Linked DNA regions of Zea mays: region 1 is linked to region 2. A link is a contact called in public HiChIP or PLAC-seq data. All regions are on one chromosome and are shown on one strand. Each heading gives the region's core, a stretch centred on a gene start, on an enhancer-like site or on the middle of the called end of the contact. The rest is flanking DNA. Distances are from core to core; before and after follow the strand shown. Region 1 holds the start of LOC100284101. Region 2 holds the start of LOC100191687.

What was found. HiChIP or PLAC-seq counts read pairs in DNA pulled down with a chosen protein or histone mark.
Region 1: a contact with region 2 is called in an H3K4me3 HiChIP or PLAC-seq map of leaf, with 5 times the contacts expected there. The contact joins the promoter of LOC100284101 here to the promoter of LOC100191687 in region 2. A contact is called at or near these places in 4 of 25 Hi-C or Micro-C datasets (ear, leaf and tassel) and 1 of 3 datasets of contacts at active chromatin or transcription factors (leaf).

Annotation. Positions count from the first base shown.
Region 1 is chr2:80,421,745-80,424,900 of Zm-B73-REFERENCE-NAM-5.0, forward strand. It overlaps LOC100284101, which reads left to right and starts at 1,335. Exons shown (of 9, transcript NM_001156999.2): 1 at 1,335-1,550; 2 at 1,666-1,809; 3 at 1,948-2,290; 4 at 2,375-2,607. The coding sequence starts at 1,485.
Region 2 is chr2:80,188,837-80,191,882 of Zm-B73-REFERENCE-NAM-5.0, forward strand. It overlaps LOC100191687, which reads right to left and starts at 1,698. Exons shown (of 9, transcript NM_001137116.2): 1 at 1,449-1,698; 2 at 1-9.

The sequences.
Region 1 (3,156 bases), core at 85-2,584, 230 kb after region 2:
TGCAAGGGGCTCACGATCGCACGGGTGTTAATAAAATTAAGGTGGATGCATATACCAGCAAATTGATGATACAATGGGAATACCTGGCAGCGATGGCGAGGTCGTTGGGCTTCCACGACAGCAAATCGGCACTGCTTCTGCTACGCGGAGCTCGCGACCGATATCCCGTCGGCTGGTGGCTCACGATCTTCCGCGCCGCTGCAAGGGGCTCACGATCGCACGAGGATTTTGGTTGCGGGGCGGGGCGAGACGGATGGGGACGACGTCGGGATGTGATGGAGATGAGCTCTTTGACGGCACAGATGGCGGGTATATCACTGCAATCCATGGCGTGAGAGTTAAGGAGGTGGTAGTTGACGGGGAGAACGGCGTGGGGATCGCGGTCGGAGCGGGATTTGTTTGTTCGCGGCTTGAAGATGAGGATTCGGGGCGCCATGGGAATGCGCGGATATCGGATGAGTCGCGCAGTGCGGGGGAATCGGCGGGGGCGGCTGCGCGATGCGGGCTCGGCTGCGCGCGGCTGCGGGGGCGGGTCGTCTGCGGGGGCTGCTGCGCGGACTCTGCTGCGCGCTGCGCGGGGGCGGGTCGTCTGTGGGGGCTCGTCTGCGCGGGATCGGCTGCGCGATGCGGGCTCGGCTGCGCGCGGCTGCGGGGGCGGGTCGTCTGCGGGGGCTCGTCTGCGCGGGCTCGGCTGCGCGATGCGGGCTCGGCTGCGCGCGGCTGCGGGGGCGGCTCGTCTGCGGGGGCTGCTGCGGGGGCGGGTCGGCTGCGGGAGCTCGTCTGCGCGGGCTCGGCTGCGGGGGCTGCTGCGCGGGCTCGGCTGCGCGTGGGCGGTGCGGGGTCGGATGCGCGCTGCGCGGGAGCGGCTGCGCGCTGCGGGTCGGCTGCGCGTGGGCGGGGTCGTATGCGCGCTGGGCGTCTGCGCGGGGATGGAAATGGACGGTGGTGATTTGGTGGACGTAAATGGACGGTTGGGATATAGGTGGGGGCATGGTTGTGCATGGTCTACACTACCGTCTTAAGAATTAGTAGAGATAAAATATATCATAGTTATATCGTGATATATTTTAAACAATGGTATTATAAACTATAATTTTAACAAACAAAGTTACCAAACAATCCCTTGTCACAAAAACAGAAAAACCCCGCGCCTCTCGCGTCACCCACGCACGCACCCATCCCCATCACGGCCGTCCAGCCTCCGCTCTCCCGTGTTTCATGCCACGGCCCACGGCCCACGGCTCCTGAAGCACTCTTGGCCGCACGTGCCACTGCCCCAACCCGCCGCCGCGCCCGTACCCTTATTTAACCCCGCCGCTGCAGCAGCCGCCATCAACCTTTCCCTCTCCTCTCTGTTTCATCTCGCCAGCTTTGCGGGAAAAGAGACACCAGGGACAAGCCCCGCCTCCTCTCCCGAGTCCTGACGTGCCCCTTTTGCTCCGGCCCCACTTCCTCGCAAAACCCTAACCCCTCGATCTCCCAAGATGGCGTCGCAGCCGCCGCCCCCTGCCGCAGCCGCGGCATCTGGAGCTCCGCCGCCGGCACAAGTGGTAAGCTCACCGTCCCCCGATCCGGCCGCCGCCGGGGCCGACCTCGCCCGCTGGATCCGCGCTGACTCGATTCGTGCACCGTGCTTGGCCGCGGCCCTCCTCTTGTTATGTGCAGGTGGGCAACGCCTTCGTGCATCAGTACTACAACATCTTGCACCAGTCGCCGGAGCTCGTCTACCGCTTCTACCAGGAGGCCAGCTGCCTCGGGCGCCCCGCCGGCACCGGTGCCGACGGCATGGACACGGTCACCACCATGGACGTAAGTTCCTCGCCCACGCGCGTCTCTTACTCCCCCGCGGACCAGATCTGGTCGCCCCAGGCCTAATTCTCACCGCAATGGAGTGGTTTTGGGGTGGCGTGTGCCTCTGATTGCGTGTATGCGCGTCTGATTCTGCAGGCGATTAACGACAAGATCGTGTCCATGGGTATCGACCGGGCGGAGATCAAGGCGGTGGACGCGCAGGAATCGCTCTGTGGCGGCGTCAGCGTGCTCGTCATGGGTCATCTTACGGGGAGGAACAGCGTCAGCCGCCAGTTCGTGCAGTCCTTCTTCCTCGCGCCGCAGGAGAAGGGCTACTTTGTGCTCAACGACATACTGCGCTACGTTGGGGAGGGGGGAGGGGACGAGGGGGCTGAGAAGCAGCCAGCACCTGAGGTTGCTGCGGACGCGGAGACGACCACCTCTGCCCCTATCCTGGCCAACGGCACTGTCGGAGGAGACGCCACGACTGTTCCTCAGGGTGCGTAGCAGTGTAACATCTTTCAAACTGTTTTGTTGCTGTGATCATGTGTTTGAACCGATTTCTTTCTTTGTCTGTTTGTAGATGCTTCGCCGCAGCCTGAGTGCCAGGTGGCCGAGCCTGCACTTAATCCAAAGGAGGAAGTTCTGAACGGGGAGGTTTGTAACTCGCTAAGTGATGTGGAGAAGCCTGTTGCTGAGGAAACGCCGGTTCCTGATGTCATAAATGAAGTGCCAAATAATGTTGCAGTGGCTCCACCAATTTCATCCCCTCCTGTACCATTGAAGGAGGCACCAAAGAAGTCATATGCTTCAATTGTAAGTTTTCAAAAACCATTCATTTTCTTGTATCATGCTCAACATCATGGAATAAAATCAGTACCATAAGTTGTGCATGCATTTGGTTAACTAGATATGTGCCATTATAATTTTACCTTTTTTGAAACACACCATTACTATTGAAGAAAATATGCCTCTGCTGATGGAATTCTAAATATATTTGAGATATGCCAATATTTACGCCTGGATATGACTTGGTCCTAATGTCAGGCATATGGAGGGGTGCCATATATCCGTATGGACAAGATTACCCCTTCTTATCTCTTGCACTCACTGACATGTGGGGCCCACTCTCCAGCCTTCCTCATAGTCTCCCTCCTTCTCTACCTTTTGTGCTAAAATGCCTTGGGTGGGCTTGGGAAATGCAACTCCCACCTCGCCCGCGCCGCTGCAGCCATGGTTTCTTGCCTCCACTGCCATGGTGGACAATGGAGCTTGAGTGCTGCAGGCCTAGTCCTTCATCTTTGTGGGAGAGGAATCTGTGGCCAAGAACCTCAAGTGCACGATCCCGTGCTCCTACTTGATGAG
Region 2 (3,046 bases), core at 448-2,947:
ACCCTACTTCTGAACAAGGAGTGTGAAACAATGTGTTAATCGATGAGATCAATCTTATAAAGGATGAACTGAGCAAGGAATGTGCAACAATGTATCAGTCTGGTCAACCTTATAAAGGCTGGAAAGTTGGAAAGTGCCAAAGGACCTCTAGTTAGGTGGTCTGAATAGCACTCATTAGGTCCTGAGTTCGACTCCCCATGGGAAGCGAATTTCAGACTAAGTCTATAGCATGCTTCGGTCGTGGTCATTATCACATGGGTAATAGTGCCGCTCTGTATAGGTGGGGCAGGGGTCTTCTCTTCATACAATCTTTGGGAGGTTGTCTTACCCCTCCTAGGTCGATTTTTTTGGGAAGGCTAAAAGTCTCGAGGAAATCAGAAGAAAACAAAAGCAGTAACTTGGCAGCCAAGTTTGACACTGGCAAACAAGCAAGACAACAAATGCTTTACCTCATCTGATAGACTTATTGGAAGAAAATAGATTAAAAAATGTCTCTGAGTAATATATAGCTTAATTTACAAGGACAACTAATGCATACAACAAAGGATAAGATTCTGTCCAGTTAGCATATACACAATAGAACAAAGGATAAGATTCTGTCGAGTTAGCATATACACAATAGAACAAATCTGGGCTCTCATCTGCTAAGAATTACTGTGACAATAAAGATTAAGAAGTGTGCTCAAAACTTAGGCCGCAAATTGAATTTAAGGGAGGTTAACATCGTCCAGATTTGAATTGAAGTCAAGCGCACTGAGGAAATGTGCAGGAAAGAAGAAGCTAGCTTGGCAGGCAAGTTCAGTTATCTCATAGAAGAACCAGTCCGACGAATCCACGCTCAATTAAGACAAAAATATCATTTTCAATGCAGTAGATCAATTTAGTGAGAAAAGAGATGTGCGGTACAAGTCTAAAGTCAAAAAGATAGAAGGACATGGGCATGCACATCTAAACGACTAAACCAATATATGCTCCATGTCCAAGATAACGAAATCAATCAGAACCATGCACGCAGCGACAAATTCAGAGTCTGACGCCTCACGTGCTAGGAATCATATCTTTTCAGAAAGATACTTTGAGCAATCTCGAGTTGCTCCATAATGTCGGCCCTTGAATCCTTGATGAGTAAGCTTAGCAGAGCACATCACGGAATGCCGCAAGATCCAATGACACTAAAAAAACGCATAAATCGAAACTAAGCAGGGATTTGGTCGTGGCTGCAAAAGTAAGTACATCGCACTGGAGACTAGTAAAAATCATTCCAATGCGTCAATCTTCCACTGTTTCATTTGTTTACAGAAAGCAGGGGTTCATAATTCATAGATGTGCTTACAATATGAAGAAAGTCGCATTAGATATTTAATTATAATCCAAAAAGCGCCAAATGAGTAAGGTCAATCTCCGCCAGCCCGACAAGAGAAAGGAAGAAAGGAGTGCAAGAACCATACCGCAGGCACGGGCGCGGCGTTGCGGCTAGGCTAATTAGGACGCCATGGAGAGCGCGCACCGCTGCGGCCAAGACGAAGGCGGCTCGGCCGTGCCCGTCGAAGGAGAGCTGGAGCGGTGTGCGCCACGCGCGAAGATGCGAACAGGGCAAGCGGCTACGGACTATCCAAGAAACTTTTACAAGGGTTGGAGGCGGCGGCTTTTACGCCCACGACGAGGAGGCTCTGACAAGACGTGATACGGCAATAGCGGTACCCAAATTGTATTTGGTTTCGTTTCACTTCTGTCACGGACTCAAAAGTTAAATCCGTGGTAACGCTACGGTTCCGATAACAGAGCATCAGCGGCGCTAGTGAGGAAAAAGATGGTGTGGTCGCCGGGAGAAGGAAAGACTGCGTAGATAAATCACTCAAGGTGATGACCTACCGTGAAATGACTTAAAAATAACTTACAAAGACAACGTAAATTTGTTAAGTCATTTTAGAATGGGTCACATGAGGTGACAATTGTTATATATCACCTTAGATGAAGGTTCACACGGACGCACCTGGACGCCTGATCGCTCAATCGACCACCATCGGACGCACCCAACCGAAGGCATCCACACTAATCGAGCCCAATTCATGAGTGGATCCATTTACCCGGTATTTTTATAAATTTACAACCCGGTTGACAGTTGTTGGTCACTTATTCTTAAATATTGTGAATCAAGAACAAGACAACACAATTATTAAACCTTAAGGATCTTCGTCTTTCGAAGCATTATCTCCTTTCGGATATAATGACATTCGGACGAAGGTCATGAAGGACACTCTATCATTCATAAATTATAAGAGTTTACACACATGAGATGTGTTATCCATTCATGTATTTATTCCATGATAAACATATAAACATTATCAGAATTCATATTACATTGATACCTTCGATTTGTTTAGAGGTGATGACGCGAGAGTAATTACAATCCAGCGTGAACAGTACTCCAGTACTGTTCATCTATTTATAGTCAACCAAAAAGGTTCATGCGCTATTACACTCATGCCCTCAATAGTTACATACAGAGTTTACAAAATGTCATAAGGACAATATCGCCATTTGTATTTAGTAACTTGAGCAACATTTTCTCCTTGCAATGTCTCATTGCTTCGTCGTGATGAATTCTGCTTGATGAAGCGTGCTTCGTTGTACTTGTCTTGTGCTATGCCGAAGCTCGTCTGGTGACGAAGCTCCTGTAATATTTAGTAATATACTGAAAGCAAATAGTTAGTTGTGTTTTTGAGGACCTTCAGAAGAGTAAGGCCCCCAACAGTAGCCCCTCACAGTATTAATTTGTTTCTTTGTAACAAATTCAGACTGCAAAATGAACGAAGGCCTTTAGCCAAAGGTCCGAAAAAACACATTCCCTTCGCTAGAGTAGCGAGTCATTCTGCATTGTGGGCCCCACCGCTCAGCGGTGCTTTGCGTATATATGCGAGGGTTCGGGTTGAAAATATTTTTCGTGCTATCAAGCTTTGTGTCAGGTTTGCTATTTTAGCTTTCTAACTCTGCGACCGCAATTATTTTTAAGTTTCGACTTCTTGCTGTAATCAACGCTGAAATG